Regions from separate parts of the Sus scrofa genome. Here region 1 is linked to region 2. A link is a contact called in public promoter capture Hi-C data. All regions are on one chromosome and are shown on one strand. Each heading gives the region's core, a stretch centred on a gene start, on an enhancer-like site or on the middle of the called end of the contact. The rest is flanking DNA. Distances are from core to core; before and after follow the strand shown. Region 1 holds the start of TRAF7 (E3 ubiquitin-protein ligase TRAF7). Region 2 holds the start of AMDHD2 (N-acetylglucosamine-6-phosphate deacetylase).

What was found. Promoter capture Hi-C pulls out the DNA fragments that hold promoters and counts their contacts.
Region 1: a promoter capture Hi-C map of fetal skeletal muscle shows a contact between it and region 2, with 4 times the contacts expected there. The contact joins the promoter of TRAF7 here to the promoter of AMDHD2 in region 2. A contact is called at or near these places in 4 of 5 promoter capture datasets (fetal liver, fetal skeletal muscle and liver), 2 of 47 Hi-C or Micro-C datasets (heart right ventricle and liver) and 1 of 2 datasets of contacts at active chromatin or transcription factors (alveolar macrophages).

What each region holds. Positions count from the first base shown.
Region 1 is chr3:39,826,856-39,831,220 of Sscrofa11.1, reverse strand. It overlaps TRAF7 (E3 ubiquitin-protein ligase TRAF7), which reads left to right and starts at 2,771. Exons shown (of 21, transcript XM_003124733.4): 1 at 2,771-2,966.
Region 2 is chr3:39,530,197-39,534,355 of Sscrofa11.1, reverse strand. It overlaps AMDHD2 (N-acetylglucosamine-6-phosphate deacetylase), which reads left to right and starts at 1,766. Exons shown (of 11, transcript XM_013987849.2): 1 at 1,766-1,951; 2 at 2,034-2,170; 3 at 2,252-2,391. The coding sequence starts at 1,869. It overlaps ATP6V0C (V-type proton ATPase 16 kDa proteolipid subunit), which reads left to right. Exons shown (of 3, transcript XM_003124744.4): 2 at 615-798; 3 at 924-1,649. The coding sequence ends at 1,128.

The DNA of each region.
Region 1 (4,365 bases), core at 1,522-4,021, 300 kb before region 2:
TCATGGCTCCTAGTCGGATTCTAGGAACTCCAGGGGACCCAATTCTTTGGGGAACTTGGGCGACAAGTGACCTAGCTACTTCCTGGTAGCATGGGGCACCCCGACTCTTGCTACACTCAGACACTGAACAACAGCCATCTAGGGGTGACTAGTATCCTTGGTCTGGAACTGCTGGAGCCAGGCCACGGGGTGGGAAACCCCAGGATGCCAGTACCCTTGATGCACTCCTGGACCAGCCCTGACTGATTATAGCAGAAGCAGCATTTTTCCTTTGTTTTTATTTATTTCTAATTTTGCCTTTTTAAGGGCTGCACATGCGGCCTATTTCCCAGGCTAGGGGTCCAACTGGAGCTGTAGCCGCCGACCTCCACCACAGCCACAGCAACGCGGGATCTGAGCCGCATCTGTGACCTACATCACAGCTCATGGCAACACTGGATCCCTAACCCACTGAGTGAGGCCAGGGATTGAACCCGCAACCTCATGGTTCCTAGTCGGATTCACTAACCGCTGAGCCAGGACAGGAAGTCCAGCATTTTTCCTTTAGATAGTCCCGTCCCCCAGGGCACAGGTCCTTGATGAGAAAGCGGATAAAGCCCTTGAGATTTTGGTGAGACTCATCCTCTTGGCAGCGAAGCCTGCAGCTGCGAGGCTACTCGGGAATGGATTTATGTGTCAGGAGGCGTTTCGGGCCTGATCTTCAGGGTAGAGGGCCTTTCATTTGGGTTCCCACCGCAAGGTTAGGTTGTTGGGGTGGTGACCTTGTCTGGCTGAGGAGCCAGGACACTGTGATTCTTGCGTCGTCCCAAACAAGAGAGTGCTCGAGGACAGGCTGACGGCATTAGAGGAAAGCTTAAGCGAAGACAGCCAGATAGTGTCAGCTTTGGGAGCGTCACAGGGCCTCAGTTCAAGTTGACAGACCCTCCATGGCCCTGTGCTTCCTGGTCCTGATGGCCAAGGTTACCCCGTACCCAGACCTCTGCATGCTTCCCAGGCCCACTTTTCTCAGCGCAAATGGGGAAGGTTTCCTGGGGCAAGTTAGTCAGCTGGGAAAAAACTCACTTGGGAGAAAAAGCAGAGGCTTTGGCTTTTAATGCCACCAACTGTTGACACCAAGGGCAAAAAAATGTTCTCCCCTTGCCCCAAATGCCACTCCTCTGCCAGGGGCGTTTGTCGGATTTTGGCAACTAGTTGGGCTGGAACAGTGGCCCAGAATGTCCAGGGACGGGCTGGACATACCAACTATGAGTGTTCAGTTGGGTAGCAGGTATGGTTTGCGAGGGTCTAAGTGTTGCTAGGAGACTGGTCCCCATTCCCAGGGGTGGGTCCAGAGACTAGGCCTGGTCTACTGCCGATCACGAGGGACATGTCTACTTAGCCGAGGCTTAAGGGCTAGCGGAAGTCTCCAAGTGGCTCGCAGGTGTAGTGGGGAATCCCACTGGTCTCTCCTGGAGCTCGCCTTAGCTGGGGAGTGGTCTATCCAGCTTTCCGGTCCAGAAACACAGACCAATGTAGGGGTGGAGAGGTGACCGGTTATGGCCCTTTCCAAGGGGGCTGCAGTTGGGAGGAGGGGATCCCTCCTTCCAGTATGTGATTAGGGCCTGAGGTCCTGAGGCATATAGAGGTGTATCACCTTTCCACCTTTGGTTGTCCCGGGTTTTAGCCTCATTCTGGAAATGTGCCAGTGAGATGGCATATGCCTGAAGGGCAGATGTTTCTGGATCTCAGAGTGCCTCAGTGGCGAAAGCAAAGTATAGGATCTCAAGGGAGCTCTATCCTCCTATTCCTTGGGAGCAGGCGTCCTGTTTTGGACGATGATTAATGCCCTGTTCTGACTCACCCGGGTCTGGTTTCCGTTCCTAACACCAACAGGTGTGAGAGTGAAACACATGCGTTCCCATCAACTCACCACCTCTGCTTCACTGCTGAGCACTCTGGACAGACATGGACTCCCACCTTATTAACCAGGCCCCCATGGATGATTTGCCTCGCAGTCTTCTGCCAGGTCACCGATGTTCCTGAAAGACAGACAGCGCCCAAATGTAGACCGAAACCCAATTCTGCCAAGGCCTGTTTTCACCCCCAGGTCTTTTAAGGGCGCTCACCCTGAAGCCTCAGTCTTGCAAAAATAATCAGACTGCACGTGCAGCTTTCATACGAGGTGTCAGAAGTCAAAGCAATTCATCATAGGCTCAGAGCTGAAAGGAGTAAGCAGGCCCAGCCCAGCCTTACCTGTAGGGAGAAGTACCGCTGGAGGTTCGGGACAGAACTGGGAAGTGGGGGCAGGAACGTATAGAATGCTGAGGGCCACGGAGGAGCTCAGACGGAGGCTGGACCTGGGGGCTAGGTCGGCCGGCGGGTTTAGGCCACCTCCGCGGCCCACCTCGGGCCCAGGTCCTCCCGGGACCGTGGTGCACAGAGGTAGGAAGAATGAGCACACCGATCTCTTCCTTGATTCCGAAAGAATGCGAGGGTGCGAGGCTCAAGCTTTTATAGAAACTGCCTCACCTCTGCGATTGGGCAAGCCGGGCGGAAGTATTTGCCCTCCTCACCGCTGATACGCTCCGCTCTCTACTCCCCGGTCTCTACCAATCGCGCCTTGGCATTTCTTTTGGGGGCGGTCTCCTGGACCTGACAGCCGAAACTCCACCCTTTTGCAGAGGCCATTGAACCCAACTGTGAACGACGGATGTACAAAACCAATCAGACTCCGATCTGCAACATAGAGTGATTCCGAAGTCACCAATCCGGCTCTGCGACGTCAGAGCCCGCCGGAAGTCATAGTTTCTTAAGAACCTCCCGTAAGGCTGCCGCCGCGGGTCCCGGGAGCCAGGGAACTACGAATCCCGGCGGGCGCAGCGCCAGAGCGCTTCCGGCTCGAGCGTCCAGTCCCTTTCCCGGACAGCGGCCGAGGGGCACGATGAAGCGGGAGGGTGGTGCTGCCGTTCTCGAGCGGCCACGGGCGGGTGAGTGTCTGCGCGGCGTACTGGGTCTGGGGCTCGCGCCTTGGGGCCGCGCGGTGGGGCCGGGGGAGAGGGCGTGTTGGGGGCCCGGGAAGGGGGGGGGGGTCGCGTTTGGGGGGCGGGGCTGAGGCCCGCCGGGATCTCCCTGTCTGTCCATCAGCTGGTCCGTCGCTCGCTCCCTTCCTCCATACTCTCCTTATTCATTCCTTCTTCCTGCCTTTACTGATCGCCGCCGGGTGCCCAGCACTGTTATAGGCGCCGGGAGACTACGGAGAGTGTGACCCTCGTTCTCTTAGGCTCTTAGGGTTTCTCTGAGCGCAGGGTTTCTCAGTCTCACCACTCTTGACACTTCGTGGCCATCATTCCCTTCCGTGCCTTGTAGAATGTTGAGCAGCGTCCCTGATCGCCACCTTCTAGAAACCAGTATCCTGTCCTTCTCAATGCGACAACCAAAAATGTCTCCAAACATTTCCATGCATTCCCCCTTTGAGAAGCAGGGATCTAGAAAGTGGGGGGGACTGACCATACACAGAGACAGTCCTGAGGGGTTGTGATAAGTGCCGCGAAAGAAAGAAACCTGGCGTTGAGAGAGTCCTGGGGGGCTCTTGAATGGCTTGGGGAGGGGGCGGTGCAGTGAGCAGTCTGTCTGGCCTGGGGAGTTTCTGGAAGGGCTTGCTGAGCAAAGGGAGCAAGAGATGCAAAGGCCTAGAGTGAGAAAGCTTGGCAGACACCAGCAAGGAGGGAGAGGTGAAGTCGGGGAGGCCTCACGGGGATTGTCCTGTGCTGACAAGGGAGGCTGTTGGGAGATCCAGCACAGGAGAGCGGCCATCAGGTCTAAGTCCAGTAAGAAGCCTCTGGTTGTGTGTGGAGGAGGCCCGCTGGCTTCAGTGGGGAAGTCGGTGAGAGTGAGGAGGCTGGGAAGAGGGGGGTGGGGCCCTCTCTCCAAGTCTGTTGACCTGGCCTGGTTGTCTTGAGCCAGGCCAGGGCCATCAGCTGGGGCCGAGTCTGGGGTCCTGCCGGATGGCACCCTGCCCTGGGAGGAGGGGAAGGGTGCCACTCAGCATCGCTGCGCCCCTTGCTCAGAGCCCTGTGCTGCCCAGCCCGTCAGCCCACCCTTCTCCGGTCGCCCCCCCCCCCAAGCACACGTAGGCCCTCTCACCTGGCTTGGGCCTTGGCCAAGTGCGTGGCCTCCCTCTTCCTCATTCCTTTCTTGCCCCCCCCCATCACAAATCCCCACTGGCACTGCTCTGGGCGTTCAGGTTTGCCCATGGAAGCCCCAGTCCCTGTGTCTCAAGGTGCCTGCATCCTATCGCAGCATAATCTCCAGGAAGCCAGATGCTCCTTCTGGGGGAGAGCAGGGAGATGGGCCGCCTGACTGAATGAGACAACTGGTGGGAAGGCA
Region 2 (4,159 bases), core at 517-3,016:
GGGGAGGTGGCGAGGCTCTGGCCTGAGAGGGCAAGAACGGCCAGCCCAGCTCCCCCAAGCCTGTGTGGCAGTGGCTCTTCCACTGGGTGTGGGAGTGTCACCCACTGGACTGGTGGCCTGACCCTGGCCCAACATCTGGGCTCTTGGAGATACTCAGCTCATGCTTTCCAGGCCTTTCCTAATGTGGGAAAGTGCATGAGACAAAAGGTGCCTGGAATCTGTCAGGCTTCTGGGGCCCAGCTGTCTGGTTCCCCCTGTGACGGGGCTCCCGTACCTGTTAAGCTCCACCTTTTAGGGTGCAGGCAGCTGTGCCAGGGCTTCCTGGGAACATGGGACCTGGGTAGCAGGAGTGGGGCGTGCTGCTGAGCATGGGTTGTGTTTCCCAGGGGAGCTGGAGCCCGGACTGGCCTGACAGCCTTGGCCTCTGGAGAAGGAGCCCAGGCTGCACGGGGCCCCTTGAGGGCCCAGCCATCACCCCGCTCCACCTGTTCCTGGCTGGCTGGCACTTTCATCTTTGCCTTTGTGGGGGATTTTGTGTGGCCCTCAGGTATGCCCAAGGGTACTCCAGGGTCCTGGTCCAGGTGCCCTGGGCTGACCTTACCTTCCCCCCTCAGCCCTGGGTGCCGCCTATGGGACGGCCAAGAGCGGCACTGGCATCGCAGCCATGTCTGTCATGCGGCCAGAGCTGATCATGAAGTCCATCATCCCCGTGGTCATGGCAGGCATCATCGCCATCTATGGCCTGGTGGTGGCAGTCCTCATCGCCAACTCCCTGACTGAAGGCATCAGTCTCTACAAGTGAGTGCCGGCCGGGGGCTGAGAGGGCGCCTCGGGTGGGTGGGTGGGTGGGTGGCTGGTGGTCCAGGCCCGCCGCCCCCCTGGCTGCTGCCTGACACCCACCTCACGTCCTTTCTCTCCCCCAGGAGTTTCCTTCAGCTGGGCGCTGGCCTGAGTGTGGGCCTGAGCGGGCTGGCAGCCGGCTTTGCCATCGGCATTGTGGGCGATGCAGGCGTGCGGGGCACTGCCCAGCAGCCCCGGCTCTTCGTGGGCATGATCCTCATCCTCATCTTCGCGGAAGTGCTCGGCCTCTACGGTCTCATCGTTGCCCTCATCCTCTCCACAAAGTAGCCCCTCCGGGCCCACCAGACACAGAATAGGATGTAAAGACCACCCCTCCTCATTCCAGAACGAACAGCCTGACACACACGCACGGGGCCTCCGCCCCCCTGTAGTTGGTCTTGTAAATGCGCAGTGTCCTAGTGCCCATCGTCTGTTGCCCCAGCCTTGCCCCTGCCAGCCCCGTGCCGTGGACGTCCGGGCCACCACTCACCCATCCAGGCCCCCGACCAGTGAGGATGCAGGCCTCCGGCCGCGCCCACCCCTAGAGTGCTCTGTGTATAAGGATGAATTAGAGGTGTCACTTTCTCTTCACTGGATGTTTATTTATAAAGTTTTGACCCGTTCATTCGTCTGTGGAGCAGCCCTCGTCTCCCAACTATATAGTCATCCCAGGTACACTGTTGCGTCGCGAGGTTACCATTTGCCCTGAGACTCGTGGGATGGAACCACCCTCCTGCCGCCCGGCTGCTCGGGGCCCACCGGGCCCTGGCGCTGAACTGTGTCCAATAAAGTTCTCGGATGTGACTGGACGCCTGTGTGTGTGGCTCGCTCGGCGGGACTGGGGCGGGGTCGGGCCTCCCGCGAAGCGCGCCGCCGCGTCACTGCGGAGCCGCCGGGCGCGCCGGTCACGTGGGCGCGCCGGTCACGTGGGCGCGCTCCGTCAGCTGAGGGTCACGTGGGCCCGGCCGCGTTGCGGGGCCGGAACTGTCGGCGCGGGATCCGGCGCCTTCCGCTCAGCTGGGCTCAGGATGCGCGGCGGGCAGGGCGCGGCCCGGGCCCCGGTGCTCCAGTTCACCAACTGCCGCATCCTGCGGGGCGGGGCGTTGCTCAGGTGGGCGCGGGGCGCGGGGCCGGGGCCGCTGCGGTGGGCTTCGGGACCGGCGATGCGAGCCCCCGCCTCCATCTGTGCGCAGGGAGGATCTGTGGGTGCGCGGGGGCCGCGTTCTGGACCCCGAGAAGCTGTTCTTTGAGGAGCGGCGCGTGGCTGATGAGCAGCGGGACTGCGGGGGCTGCATCCTAGCGCCTGGCTTCATCGACGTGCAGATCAACGGTACGGGCTGGGGCCGCTGGCTGGGGACCCAGAGGAGGAGCTCTGGGCCCCGTGCGAACCTCTTCTTTTCTGTGGCCGCAGGTGGATTTGGCGTTGACTTCTCTCAGGCCACGGAGGACGTGGGTTCGGGAGTCGCCTTGGTGGCCCGGAGGATTTTGTCGCACGGAGTTACCTCCTTCTGCCCCACGTTGGTCACCTCGCCACCGGAGGTTTATCACAAGGTGAGTTCAGGCTGCCGGCCTCCAGTGTAGGAGGCCCCAGAAGCACCCACCTTCATCAATTTTCAAATCTCGTCTCTTCCCTGTGCAGACACCCTTTGTCACTTGAGTCTAGCCTCACTTGGGCCTGGGGTCCCTGGGGTCCCCGGGGTCCCCTTCCCCCTCGGCTTCCTCAAGCAGGTATCCCTCTACCAGCTCGGCCTGCAGCTGCTGCCTGCCCTCCCCACCCTGCACTCCGGCCCCTCCAGGCACCAGAAACCACCGCCTTGACTAGGTCGAGGGAACCTTCTGATTGCCACATTCTTAGTTGCTTATCCCCCGCCCCGACCGGTTTGTGGTATGTGACTCCAGTGAACGAGTTTTCCAGAAGGGAGCTCCAGGGTCTATCCTGGGCCTTCCTCTGTACTCCTGCCAGCGCTCCCCACTCCTCTTCTCCCTCACCTGTAGCTCTTGGGATTCCCTTGTCTGCGGTTCCTTTTCCTTTTAAAAAATTTAATTTTTTGGAGTTCCTGTCGTGGTGCAGCGGAAACAAATCCGACGAGGAACCATGAGGTTGCAGGGGTTCGATCCCTGGCCTCGTTCAGTGGGTTAAAGCTCTGGTGTTGTCGTGAGCTGTGGTGTAGGTCACAGGGTCACAGATGCAGCTCGGATCTGGCCTGGCTGTGGCTATGGCGTAGGCCGGCGGCAATAGCTCGGATTAGACCCCTAGCCTGGGAACCTCCATGTGCTGCGGGTGCGGCCTTAAAAAGACAAAAAAAATTTAACTTCTCATGAAGGTTCTCCAGTTTTGCTCTTTTCTGCATTTTAGCATTTGATCTTGTTTTCTCTGCCTGTGTGGTGTTCTGTTTTACTGAACTGCTTGAAAGTAGGTGGCCTGCATCTTAACCTCTTCCTAAAAGCTCGTCTAGTCTTTTATTCGAGCAGAGTCGAGTCACCGAGTTTATGAAATTAACAGGGCCCTCCTTTAGGCTGCCATTTGTGTTCCAGTTCTGTAGCTTTCCTCCAGCACAGGGTCCATTTCAGGATCTGGGGTTGTACTGCCTGCTCTGGGGTTCCCTCTAGGTTGTGGACACAAGACTCAGAGGCTGGAGCTGTGGGGTCCCGCCTCCTAACTTCCGCTATCGGCTGAGAGAGTCGGGGTTGAGAGAGTCCGGACAATCGTTACTTGTTTCTGAGCCTCCATTTTTTTCAAACCTTAAGTAAGAATGATAACGGAATCCGTCTCTTGGAGGTGGGTGCTCAATAACTGTGATTCGTTCACAGTAAATACTTGGTAAGAGTTCCCATCGTGGCTCATCGGAAATGAATCCAGCGAGGAACCGTGAAGTTCCAGGTTCCATCCCTGGCCTCGCTCAGTAGGTTAAGGATCTGGTGTTGCTGCGAGCTGTGGTGTGGGTCGCAGACGCAGCTTGGATCCCGCGTTGTTGTGGCTCTGGTGTAGGGCGGCAGCTGCAGCTCCAGTTTGACTCCTAGCCTGGAAACCTCTATGAGCCGCGGGCGCGGCCCTAAAAAGAAAAAAAAATACTTGATAAATGTCAGCTATGGACATCTTTGTGGAAACTACCCCCCAGCTCTCCTGTCCTGGAGTCGGATGTCAAAAGCAAGCTCGTTTTCCTGCTGAAAACAGGCACCTGGCCTGGCATTTTCTCTCTTGATTGAGATTTTCCTGCCCGGGGTCTGGGAACAGGCCCACCCTCTCGGCCCCACCCCCGCCACCCCGTTCTTGTCTGCTCCCTCCCAGTCCCCACCAGTGAGTTCCGTGACTGTCGCC